Regions from separate parts of the Mus musculus genome. Here region 2 is linked to region 1. Evidence: chromatin contacts called from public Hi-C data. All regions are on one chromosome and are shown on one strand. Each heading gives the region's core, a stretch centred on a gene start, on an enhancer-like site or on the middle of the called end of the contact. The rest is flanking DNA. Distances are from core to core; before and after follow the strand shown. Region 1 overlaps Gpc6 (glypican 6). Region 2 overlaps Gpc6 (glypican 6).

The links. A called contact is a pair of places that touch in the nucleus more often than the background predicts.
Region 2: a contact with region 1 is called in a Hi-C map of the N1E-115 cell line, with 3 times the contacts expected there. The contact joins two enhancer-like sites. A contact is called at or near these places in 3 of 484 Hi-C or Micro-C datasets (the N1E-115 cell line, embryonic stem cells and myocytes).

Annotation. Positions count from the first base shown.
Region 1 is chr14:117,141,166-117,147,670 of GRCm38.p6, reverse strand. All of the region lies in intron 1 of Gpc6 (glypican 6), which reads right to left. Gm52112 (a long non-coding RNA gene) reads right to left here. Exons shown (of 2, transcript XR_003951116.1): 1 at 1-6,505. Among named protein-coding and RNA genes, the nearest start is that of Gm52112, 16 kb to the right of the region's middle. Within about 2 kb of position 1,355, at least 20 of the 459 cell types and tissues checked have an H3K27ac peak or open chromatin away from gene starts, as enhancers often do. A contact at or near this core is called in the N1E-115 cell line, where this site is marked.
Region 2 is chr14:117,877,598-117,884,338 of GRCm38.p6, reverse strand. All of the region lies in intron 5 of Gpc6 (glypican 6), which reads right to left. Among named protein-coding and RNA genes, the nearest start is that of Gm52110, 29 kb to the left of the region's middle. Within about 2 kb of position 2,783, at least 8 of the 459 cell types and tissues checked have an H3K27ac peak or open chromatin away from gene starts, as enhancers often do. A contact at or near this core is called in the N1E-115 cell line, where this site is marked.

The DNA.
Region 1 (6,505 bases), core at 106-2,605:
TTTTATTTGTTATATTTGGACTTGCTAGACAAGTTTAACATCTTAGGCCATGCTAGCCTGAAACGCACTCTGAAGTCCAGACTTCCCTCCAGCTCATGGCAACCCCTTTGACCAGAGCTTCTGTGTTTGGGCATGGGACTGAGCCACCACCACTCTGGGTGAGATGCATGGCATGTGTAAGTTTGTTGTTTTTTAAGAATTCAAAGGAGAGCAGGGATGGGGTAGTTCGGAAAGTATCAGTCTTCTGTCCTTGAATAACACTATATCAGACAGAAGGGAGCTAAATAGAAAATGGTATCTTTCCAACTTTTAAGAGATTATATCCTGTATTTATTATTCTAATGTGCAAATGTCACTACTATCTGCCAAACATGCCAAAAACTCTCAGAAGCTTTATCGGAGAAGACAATGCATATCATATAGTCAGTGAGTTTCTCAGCAATGAATTGGCTAATTTTCATACAATGGTAAGAGCTTGCATTATTTATACTTAGAATTCTTTCTAGGTCTTCTCAGCTCAAATACCCCCACCCCAATACATACCATGTCTACGTAAAGACAGACTCTAGAATCAGGGCATGGAATATGCATGGAGGAACATCTATAGGAGACATTCACACCTACCTCGGGTACCACTGGATCTTACTTCCTAGCATATGGGAGAGTCAAAGCAGGAGAGAGAGACTGGTCTAGCAGTATAGGGAGGAAACTTGGAAAGCAACCTTTTCCTTAGGCACAATCTGGAAATGTTCTGGGATTTGTCCTGGCCAGTGGCCAGCAATGCCAGAGTGCTTGAGGGCTTAAGTTTCTCGTCTGGTTTCGCACTGCCTTTCTTTTCATTTTACACAGCTGCTTAGAAAGCTACATGTGCCAGCCTGGTCTACAAAGTGAGTTCCAGGACAGCCAGGGCTGCACAGAGAAAACCTGTCTCGAAAAGCAAAAAAAACAAACAAACAAAAAAGAAAGAAAGAAAGCTACATGTGAGGGTGTGACCAAAACTATAGGCTACCCACTCATTCCATTAAGTAAACAGCTCATAGATCTGAAACTTCAGAAAAGGAAACTTCGCAACTGCCCTTCCTTAGGTATTAAAATATATGAAAGGAAAAGATGATATATTCAAGAGGCCTTGTAAAGAAAAACTATTTCCTCTTGGTCAAAACTGTAGAATCTGAGTTCTATCTCTGGCCAACTTATGTGACCTTGGAACCCTGCATGAGAGTCAATGTAGCTGGACCTGTCAGTCACTTCCTGTGAGGACCAACCCTTAGGAAAGCTGAGTCACCTGAAGACACGCTAAGCAGTGAGAGGAGTGATTATCCTACCATCACAATCCATGCTCAGTTCCCAGAAGCCCCTCCCGCAATGAAGCTTTTTATAGACATCCTGCCATATGCACTCGGAAGCATGCCAGCATCTCTGAGCTTCTAACTAAAAACTGTAACGACCTCTTTCTCTTCTTTGCATCACTCCCTTGAATACCAGCCAAAAGCCAATGACTGCTTTGCCTGACACTCTGGGCTTTTCCACTTGAAGTGAGTCCTGCCCTTCTGCACTGCAGCTGTTTGCAGACATCCATTGCCGAATTACCACCTTTCCTGAACTTTTATGTAGAAGGCATAGCTAGCTCCTTGGCCCTTACAAAGGAGGCATTACAATACTGAGATGATTCAGTGGTTCATGGAGTAGGAGATCAAGCCTAAAGACGGACAATCAATTCTCAGGACTCCATATGACAGAAGGAAAGAACTGATTCCAACAAGCTGTTCTCTGATCTTTGTGCCCATGCTGTGGCACGCATGTGAGCATACATACATAAAACAAAAACATATATATACAAATTGAAATTAAAATGTAAAAACTCAGTTGTGAGATGGTAGTGGCCTGGAGTGGCGAGCTAATTGAGGCCTGGAACAATGTTTCTAAAAGCAGGGATCAGTAATGTGACCCAGTGGCAAAATCCCTGCTTAGTACAGCATAGGGGGCAAAATACAATTTTTTACATTTTAAATCTATGAAATAAAAATCTCATGTCTTCAATATGGACAGGATGCTTCAATATGGCTCATAGTACTTAAAATAGTTACAATCTTGGCCTTAACAAATACCTTTGCTCATTTCTACATTAAAGGTCCTCCCATACCCACACATACAAATGGATTCTGAAAAGCAACAGGATAGCACTATGTCCTGGCCATATTGCAGACATGGACTCCAGTGCTGTAATTCAGCAACCATCACAGGAATTACATTAAAAAAGTGTGGGCTAAATGGGACAATACATAAACCCATACCTACTCGTGATAAACTGCCATGATGGACTAAGGAAGACCAGGAAATGGCGACATTAAAGGGAAGCAAATCAATAGATTGATTACAAAAGTGTCTTTGGAGTTAAGGATGTTGCTCAGCGGTTTAACGCCAGCATCCCTGAAAACAAGTTGCTCTCTGCCTCACAATTTTGCTGAGGTCCAACCTTTTGTGTATCAACTAGTCAGCATGTGTTTGACCTCTTCTCTTTAAGTTACTTCTTTCCTAATGCATCATTCTATGTCATCTTTGGGAGGCGCTATCTCAGTTTTCAGGTCCAACACACACGTGTCCACATGGATGAAGACTGCAAAATTTAAACAAAATACCAAGTGTCATTCACTTTTATGTTCATGTCAACATTTTGAAAATTCAGGAGACACTTAATGAGGAAAGTCAGACAAGGAGTTTCTGTTCAATATATCAGGGCCTTCAACTCCAGTGCCTTCGGATAAGAGCAGATGCTCTCATCCTGATTCCCCACCAGTCATGGTTTGTGTATTCTATGTCCAGGAAGTGGCACTATTAGAAGATGTGTCCCTGTTCCAGAAGATGTGGCCTTTTTGGAGTTGGCATGGTACTGTGGGTGTGGGCTTTAAGACTCTCATCCTAGCTGCCTGGAAGCTAGTCTTCTGCTAGCAACCTTCAGATGAAGATGTAGAGCCCACAGCTCCTCTTGCACCATGCCTGAAGGATGCTGCCATGTTCCTGCCTTGATGATAATGGACTGAACCTCTTAACCTGTAAGCCAGCCCCAATTAAATGTTCTTATAAGAGTTGCCTTGGTCATGGTGTCTGTTCGCAGCAGTAAAACCCTAAGACACTGACATTCAAGGAAAGAGGAGCTCTAATGGGTATAGCTCACAGAGCTGACTGTTTTTCATTTTGCCTTTTCTCTGCTAAAAAATCTGATCAAATTGTTGACTAGAACTTTGGGATTTAAGTGCTTTAGAAATAGCTTCTATGGTGTCAAAACTCACCATCCTCTAATTAAACAACACAATGGCCTTCATCTTGTTTCCTCTGATTTCTGCGCTACATGTGCAAAATTTAGAAGTATGTACAACACGGTCCTGACTGAGCCCAGGACACTAACATCACTCACAATATACAGGAACTGTGTCTAAAATAACAGAAGGTTCTGGCTAACCAGAGGAGGCACGGAGATTTAGAGTGAGGTCTTTGTTATCTTCAGGTGTCATTTCTCACACGTGCATGTGGCTTAGTCTTCTAAATGTGATATTTTCTAGGAGATTTCCCAGTCTAGGGAGATTGGGCCGTGTTTTTGGAGAATCAGGTAAGAACTGCCATTGCAAATTCAATGCCCTTAGGGTTTGTTGCCTATTTTTAACCATAACACTTTCTATGTTCTTTAAAAGATGAGTACATGAGACTGGTTTAACCCTAAGAATAAGATTTTCATTACAGAAAAAAAAATGTTTAAACAGTGATATTAACAAGAAACTTTAAAACATATTCCTAGCATGCACTGACTAATTCACATTTAATTCCAAGTAAACACAAGTGAACACTGAAGAAGTGTTCCCAGGATGTAGACAAGTTGCAAGCTGGTGGAATGTCAGATGAGATGCAAATTTCCCTTTATGGCTTGTAAGCTTTCATAGAAAATGAATTTCCTCACTACTCTATGGAAGTGTTCCTCATTGCTGGCCCCGCCTCTCTTGCTGACCCTGACTGCTGATCAATGAATGGCTATTCTGAATGATGGACGCCTAGAGAATAAATTAATAACTCAAACAGCATAACATCCAAATCTCTACTAACTCTGTGAACCTCATGCTCTTATTCTTCACTGAGTTCTTCCCAAGTCCAGCCACTGGATCCAGTAAATCACTTACATCTCAGATTGCTGTCTAGCACCCTGGGCTCCTTGATTTGGGTCCTTCCTCCCAGCACCTTTCAGTGATCCCCAGTGTGAGGACTCAGGGGTAACTATTGTCATGCACTCCTGGTGGGCAGTAGTACACAGGATTCCAAGAAAAAGCCCACATTGCGAAACCCAAGAGCAGCAGTTTTGAAGCAGGTGTGCAGGGAGGTCTATTGAGTCTCTGCTGAGGAAACGCTCTGCAGTCAGCGTGGACAAAGCCATTCCAAGCCCTATGGTAGGTCCTATCTCTACACATCATGATGTAAAGCATGCCACTGCCAGATCTCACCAGAAACAGGGTCCTGAAGAGAGGGAGGCTTTTCAGGACAAGGGAAAGTTAAGACAATAACAGCAAGAGCACACACAAGTGCCATCCTTGTGCATGCCTTGAAATGTGAATGGTATGGCACATCCCCACACCGGGAGCTCAGCGAGGACACATTAGCTGCTTAAGAAAAGGAAGCCAAATAATGGTCATGCTACTTAAACATGACCAAAGCCAGAAAGAACCATGAACAATAAATAACATGCACATGTCTTTTAAAGGAAGTTGTAAAAGCTAAATCTGAATGCTATCTTGCAATAGATCAATGTCAGGAATCCCCATGAATCTATTATGTTTCCAAACAAGAGCTAGAGCATCATTCACGTGTACATTCCTGTTCTTGCCTAAACAAAACTATGCCCAACCCCATGAGAGGTCCTATCACTATACACTAGGGTATATATCATAACACTACTACTGATATTCCTGTCTTGAGGTCACCGACGACCAGTGTCTAAATAACTGAAAGCCTGTATTAGTCCTTATGAACTCTTTTTCCCTTTTCTTATAAATTTGATTTTCTAATTAATCAAGTTTATTAATAAAAGATTTATCTTAAAACCAAGAGGTCATGTGGATATGGTCTTAAGTGTTACACATAGATGTTGGACTAAGTAAGAAAGAACACACTGTACCCTCAATGTAGCTACTGACCACTCTGCACCAGTGCATGGAAGTCTCTAGCAATATGTAGTTCGAAAACTCGAATGAAAGCTAGAGCTGTACAGTCTGGAGTCATTCCTGAATAGGTTTCACAGTGAGCTTCCTAGGCACAATGACACAGAAAGAAACAACATCCTTCAACTAATAGAGGGTCAGAAGTTACATCCTTGCCCAATCCTAGGCATGACATTCATTCGCCTTTTATGTCTCTAGTTATTTTATTGGGGTACAGGAAAGAAAAGGTAAACTTAGTTGTTTGTTTGAGACGAGCTTTCTTTGTGAATGGCAGTCTGTCCTTGGAACGCTTTATATAGACCAGGCTACCTTTGAATTTAGAGATCTGCCTGCCTACTTTTCCTTAGCATTAAGACTAAAGGTATGCACCACCACCATCCAGCTAGAGGCCACCACTTTTAAATAATTTTTTATGCAGGTACAAGTGCCCCGAAGTTGATTGCCAATAACATTGCTATAATTTTCACACAGCAAAAAACAGCACACTTCTGAGAACAGGTTTACCTGCCTCTCCCCCTGAGTTGCCTTCTTTAGGTGGAAGTCTTTTCATGGATCACCGATGAATGAAGTGTTGGCTCAGCACCCAACAGTGCCGCCTTCTCATCCAAAAGCCTAGAGTACAACCCACAGCCCCTAAGTAAGGCAAATCACAACTATCTATAACTCACAGCACACACTCATATAGACATGGCTCGACGTGTACATAAATAAACCTGAGTCTTGATGTATAGCTGGAATTCCCTGGAATCAAGACAGCCCAGGCTCTTTGCAATGTTATGGTGAAGTCTGTAGTGACCTCTGGACTCACCCATTTGTCATAGGCATCATTACTGTGGCTTGAGCTCAGACAATAGAGAGAGTGTATTAATTGCACATGGGATGTCATCTGTAGTGAAAGATGTCCACTTTGCTTCCTCATCAATGTTAGCTCCAATTATGTAAGGACCCGATACTGTATCAATTGCCCTTCAGCTCCAGACTGTATCAACATTGTATTCTTTAACATAAAAGTTTATTTCTACCCCTTTATCTTCAGTGTAAAATGGCCATATATCCCTGTTAGCTGACCAAGATTACCCAACATATGGGGTGCCAGACTTTCTCTCTTTGAAATACAATTTCCTTTTGGCTTCTTGCCCAAACACAGTTAAGCAGTATTAGCTCCCCAGGCAGACCTCATCGTCTCTGCGTTAAATACAGTGAGAATTGCTGAGGCCTCTGTTTCACTAATATCTTTGCTCTCTAATCCTTTAGTTTATGATCTGCCCCTGGCTGCTCCCTGAGCTATGAATGTGCTGTTCATA
Region 2 (6,741 bases), core at 1,534-4,033, 740 kb before region 1:
AGCACACAGGAGGAGTGGAAAGAGGAAAGGGCCAGGGAGAGGATGCAATGGTGTTTTAATCTGAATTACAGACACTTCCCTCAACTATTTGGGTTAATTCTTGACCGGCACATGCATATTTACTGTGTGATCATGCGTGTTGTCACTTGATTCTGGGTTGTTTAACCTGAAGCATTTTTTTTTCATCCTGCATATTATATGATCCCACTGAAGGACGCAGAGAGCCCTTGAGTGCCATTCCATTCCCAATGACAAATTCCACCTGGAGATGCAATCCATTTTGCTTCACCACTACAATTAATTTCTCTTTTGTGCATTTGGACTTCTCCTTGGACGCAACGTTTTGCAGCCCAGGGTGCTTGGTCTTGGCATGCTCGGAGACTGGTCTTAACACACTATTGATTATTCTTCCCTCTCACAATTTCTGAAGTTGATGGCGCAACCAGCGTGATAAAGACAGTGGGCCTTTTCTTCCACAGTGCCTAAATCACTTCCTTGTAGTAAGGTCGCTGCTGATGGAGGGCCTTAACATTCCCAAAGCTCCGGGGATCTGTTGAGTGGGCTATTTTGGATTGCTTTGAAAATGACAGCTGACTTTTAAGGAGCATCGAGACAGAACAGGGAGCAGTAGCAAAGGCCTTGCTGAGATTAGAGAGAGTTGGGCACTGAAGAGTTAACAGCCAGTCTAACCACACCTCAGGAAGGAAAGAGCCCCACTGACTGCTGGGGTCAAGCTAGATCACTGGGGTTGGGATTCCCTGGAGAATGTATGCTATGTGTTCTGGGGGGAGGTTTCATGCTTTGTGGTGGGTTGTTTAAGGTGCTAAGGACAGACCACAGATTAGGTAATGTGTCCCAGTAGCTTTCCATTATATATGCCACGTTTAGATTTTGAAGGTGATTTCAAAGCAGAGATTGCTGGGTCTGAGAGCCAAACCATAGAGATTCCCACAAAGTGAAATGATTCATGGTTGCGCATTTAATGCATATCTGTGCATTTCATGCATGTACAAATACCTACCTGTATCTTTCCCAGATCCCCAAATTGAGACCTACTCTCTAAAACCATGGTGTTATGATGATCAAAGACACAATCAGTGACCGGATAGAGACAGGCACCCAGTTCACAGTGATTTGCCATATTAGCTTGTAGATAATAAGACAACATGTAATCTATCGGTTAGAAAAGGTGTTTAGAAAACATGGGGTTCCTTGGGTGGGTGGCAAATGGAACTCCTGGACATAAATATGGAATTTTCTTGTTTTCTGAGATTTCTTCAATAGCAGTATGAGCACAGGGGGCCCAGTCTAGGTTAGTATAAGCAGCCTGGTAGCCTAGGCACCCCAATGTTTTATATTTCCAACAAAAGAAGAAATAGATAAGAGTTAATAGTACGATAGATAGGATCTGACATTAAATGAGAGCTAGGTGGTCAAGTGATCAGAGCTGGAGATGCAAGCTTAGATTCTAAGGTGGTTTCTAAAGTCCTAAAACTGTGTTCATGAAGGGAAAGTAGAGAGACAGTGTCTGCTGGAGGGAACCTATGCTGTGTGAACAGGGTGGCTTCTCTGAGCCCTGTCCTCCTCCTCTCTTCAGTAGGCACAATTTACCACACCAGCATCGGTTGTGGTCACATGAAGCAGGGGACACACAAGCCAGTATCTAGACACACAAGTGCTTGGTGATCGTTCTATAATTACGTCAGTCCATAACTCACACTTCCTGTAAGTTCTGCCTTAGTGAAAAAAAATGTGACGGGGAAGACACCTGACCTGACGCTTCTTTCATTCTGTCTTTTTATCCCAGATGTTAATGTTTATTTTTACTTATGTGCCTGTGTGTGGTTTTATGCTTGGGAGTGCAGTGCCCACAAAGGCCAGAAGGTGGCACTGGATCACCTGGAGCTGAAGTTAAAGCTACTGAAGCACCCCCAAGGTGAGAGTCAAATTCAGGTCCCCTGGAAGAGCAGCAAGCATCCTTCCTTATCCACTGGGCCACAGCGCCAACCCCTGACCTGTAGTTTCCACACAATATGATCTGTAAGGGCTCAGAGATGTGCAGAAGCAGCAGAGTTCCTGTATTGAATTAGGAGCATTCACAGCTACTTCATGCTGAAACGTGTTTCGATGTGTTCGTGATGTAAGTTGTGGGGTTCCTCTAGGAACTTCCACCCCTGAGATGAGGATGGCTCAGACTTGCTAAGAGAAATGAAGTTCTGATAGAATTGCCTCCAAGGTTTGTGCTACCACTCGTCAGTTAAAGTTTAAAATAAAAAGCCTTCTCTCTCTCTCTCTCTCTCTCTCTCTCTCTCTCTCTCTCTCTTACAAGAAAATAGAAGTTTGTAGAAGGTATAAAACACATCTTTAGGCCGACCTTTTTCAACACTTTTAAAACTAGCATCTGGGTTCCCTTCTGCCCAGTTCATTCTAAGGGATAATTAGATAATTCCAGAAAGTATTCAGAACCTTTGGTATGGACAAGTGCTGTGAATATTCAAAGGGATCAGCTTTCCTCACTAGCTGTCTCAAAAGACACGCGGGCTTTAGGGAGCTCTCTGCCTCATGGCTCCTCTCCCTTAAGAGGATTACAAAGATAATATCTCAGAAGTCTATCGGTCTTCTGAGATGAAAGACACTGGCATTAAGATGGAGAGTGCTGGACAATGAGACATTTTATTGTTTTATAGGCAAGAGAAGGGGAAGGAGGGGGGAGCAGCAGAGTAAGAGATGTGTTGTCGGTTTGCAAATGTATTTAGAACTGGAATGTATTGACATAGTTCTCCTAAACAAGTACACTGTTCACCTTTTTCAGAGGTACACTTGCGGCTAGTGGCTAGTTTCCCCGTCTTCTCGGTCTCTGCCTTCTCTTTGCTGCTTTGATAACATATTCGCCAGAGTCATTATTGGCAACTTGAGAGGCAATGTTTGTGGATAGTCTCTGTGTGGGACTAATCTCATCTCCCCACTTTCTTCTCAGCTAAGTCAGAGAAGCCACGGTTAACTGTGCTGTCTTGAAATCTGTGAGTTGAGCTCTGGTGGTTTAATTAAACACAGGCATCCCTTCATGCTGTCTCAATTCACTCGGACTGGGGGTTTTGAGACTGTTTTCTTCATCTAGGAGATTCTAGTTTGTATTACCACCCTAGAGACCACACTGTTTGCTGGAAGAATAACTGGAGAATTTCAATCTATTACATCGAAGCCCAAGGAAACAAGGAGCCAGCATGTCTGCACAGGACTGTGTGTAATGGATCCAGTTGTGGCCATTACTTTCACAACGGACAGCGGAGAGGTAATAGACAAGTGTTCAGGAGACTTGAAGTGCTACGGCGAAATTCCTTCGACCGGGTCATCCATTCATAACAGGAACTTTTGTAGTTCTACAGGCTGTGAAGTGTAGGGTTCAGGGACCAGGCAATCTGTAGATGACACTGTCTGTCCGTCCTTAGCAGATAGACTGGTGAGAGGCCTCCTCAGACCTCCTTTATAAGGGACAACTCCAGTAATTACATCTTGAGGTTCCAGGGGTTAACTTCTGACCATAGCAATAGTCACTAAGAAGAGTCTCAAAATGTGGAAAACTAGCTCCAGTACTTCATCTTAAACTTGGGACAACATGGCTTCCCAATTTTCAAAGCCATTTTGAAGATAACATATGATGCCTAGAGAAGACACTGAAAAAAGTGAAGTGAAAAAGGTAGATTATTTTCACTGACACGATCTACAGTCATATGGGTTATGGAGCTAGGGTGGACAGTTTAAGCTTTATAGGCAACGGTCTCTTCCAAACCAAGGCTGGGACATTTCTTCCTCTGCCTGAAGAGCTAGAGGGAGCCATGCGTTCACATGAAACAAATTGCTGCCATATTTACTCAATTTACTATGTCAAGGTAAAGCAGAGTTTAATAAACAGCTTTACTAAAGTTAGCAGCTAGAATAAAAAATTCTAGTTCTTGATCATTTGATGAGTTATTTGCTAAAATTAACAGTCCATACAGAAAATGGAAAATCTCACTTACAAAATAGTCCAATGGGACATCTCGTTGGCAGACGAAGCTAAGAGCCACAGGCTCTATGCCTACAGTGGTTCCCCAAATGTTACAGAAGGCCAGTGCTGAATTTTAAGAGTATTTTGTCTACCTATACAACTGTGATGTTTCTTCCGCTTTTTTTTTCCTTGAAAAAAAAAAAAAACTTCATGACTCCTCTTTGGCATATTCAAATTGCTTTTATCACTGCTCTTGTGCTTTGGGGCCATTTCTGATTAAAATAAGAGGTCCTTTTCTTTTTAAATATAAACACTGTAATAGTGACAGCCACTCTATAATGAAGGAGCCTGTGAAATGTATAGCAGGTAGGTAGAATATACAACCTTGATACGCCAAGAAAAGGTGTAATTCCTGTCCCTGGCATGATGGAGCAGGGCAATGGAACATGTCACCATGCTCCCTAAAGTGACGCGCAATTTAAAACTTGTCGATCGGTTTCTTCTGGAATGTTTACTTTAAGCTTTTTGGACAGCAATGGACTGTGAACAACTAAAACTTAAAAAAAAAAAAAAAAAAAAAGTGAAACCTGAGTGGATTGGAGTGATTGTGTGACTAGGTTCATGGCTCGGCCAATGGCATTGGTAATATCAAAACGGCAGGTAATTTGGACTCGTCATCAAGCTACCGTTCCCAATATCATCATGGTCTGGTCAACTCGCTGGCCAGCAACACCCCTCCACTGCAGCAGCTGAATCCTCTCCCTGCTGGCCGTCATCCAGATCATGCGACATGGCGCACAGCCAAGGGCATTTCCTCAGGGTAACAGTGACAGCCCAGTGTTTAAGAATGCATACAGCCGTAGCAGAAGGTTGTTGGCAGCAGCCACATAGATGCCCCCTTCAGGCTCCTGTGGGTACTGCACTCATCTGGGAATACCCTTACACAGACACCCATAAACAAAATTGAAGTAATTCTTTGATGAGATATGGTGACTGAAATGTGTTTGTGTAGGGGCATTCACATATCAACGTAGATAAACGGGAGTCACTTGAAATATTCCCCCAAACATCTCATCAACGTCAGCAGCAAGAAGACTTGCACTAATAAATTAACTTTTCCTTAGAGTTTACATCCACGCATTCTCCTTTCTGGTTCCTAACAGCTTTCTGCTAATATCTTAAGACACGTGTTTCTGAATACATCTGAGTGATTTTGATAATTATTTCTTTCTTTGGTTTAAGATCTTTAGATTAACGATACAAATGTTCTAAGTTCCCAGCTTCTCACTGTTATTTATGTTAGCAAGTCTCTTCCTGGATTGCCTTCTCTAGGAAGACGGGTTTTCACCCCATCATTTCAGAACACTCTCCTTTCTCTTTGTACGCCTGCTCTGTCTTCTCTCCTCTCTCATCATCTTTCCTTCCAATTTCTCGTGTTTTTCTTTCCTTAAAGATTGATTGCGCTGGTTTCCCCTGGCCAACTTCTCTGGCAGGTCTAAGTTCCTGGATGGATTCAGTGCCCTTTTAAGAGAATTCCCAATTCTGAATCGAGTCAAGTCATCAGTTTTCATTTTGGTCACTTTTTACTGGCTTCCTTTTTTTTTTTCTCAAAAGCTGGCTGCCATGTATATTTTAAGGTTTAAACAATTTTACTTCCAAAACGTAAACACCTTGGTTCCAGGGGATCTGTCAGATGCCTCTTAAAATCTTTTCTTCAATAAAAACAAATTCTTTCCATTTGCTTGAGAATTTTTTTTTAACAGTTGTGCATTCCTGAGGCTGCAGGATATCTTGATATTCTTTCCAAATGAGCAGAGGGCAGAGTTTCAAGGAATCGAACATAGCATATTATAGTGTATGGAGAGAGAGAAAAAATATCCCACTTCTCTCTGCCTGGTTAAATGATTGTTTCGCATGCTCTTTGTTTGCAAGGCTGAAAGAACTTCTTTAGTGTCACTTGGCAGATTGTAAGTAAACACCAGCACCATATCAGCCTGGTCCTGAGCCATTCATCTACTCTACGATTGAGCAAATACATATTTGTTCAAAGTAACAAAGTGTTACTTTGGTCAAAATTAAGTGGCACAGATAGGTCTTTTGTACATGTATCTGCTCTTGTGAGCATTCCGACAAGAGACCAGGGAATCAGAATGCTATGAGCATAAAGAGAACGCCCACAAGGAGCAACTGGTCCAAACCAGGGACTCCAGCAGCTCCGTAGAACAGCAGTGCTAGGACCAGCGAGCGAGTGCTTACTGGTGATGAGCTGTCTTGAGGCATTTCTAGTAACTTTGCAAATAAGTTGCTAATAATGACTATTAAAAGCTAAGTTTCCGCCGGGCGGTGGTGGCGCACGCCTTTAATCCCAGCACTTGGGAGGCAGAGGCAGGCAGATTTTTTGAATTTGAGGCCAGCCTGGTCGACAAAGTGAGTTCCAGGACAGCCAGAGCTATACAGAGAAACCCTGTCTCGAAAAACCAAACCAAACAAAACAAAAAAACCCAAAAGAACAAAAAAAAGTTTCCAGCTGGAGAGATGGCTCAGTGGTTAAGAGCACTGTCTACTCTTCCAGAGGTCCTGAGTTCGAATCCCAGCAACCACATGGTGGCTCACGACCAACCATCTGTAATGGATCTGATGCCCTCTTCAGGTGTCTGAAGCCAGCTACAGTGTACTCATATACATACAATAAATAAATCTCTTTTTAAAAGTTAAGTTTCATATACTTACAATCACATAAATTATACTCTATA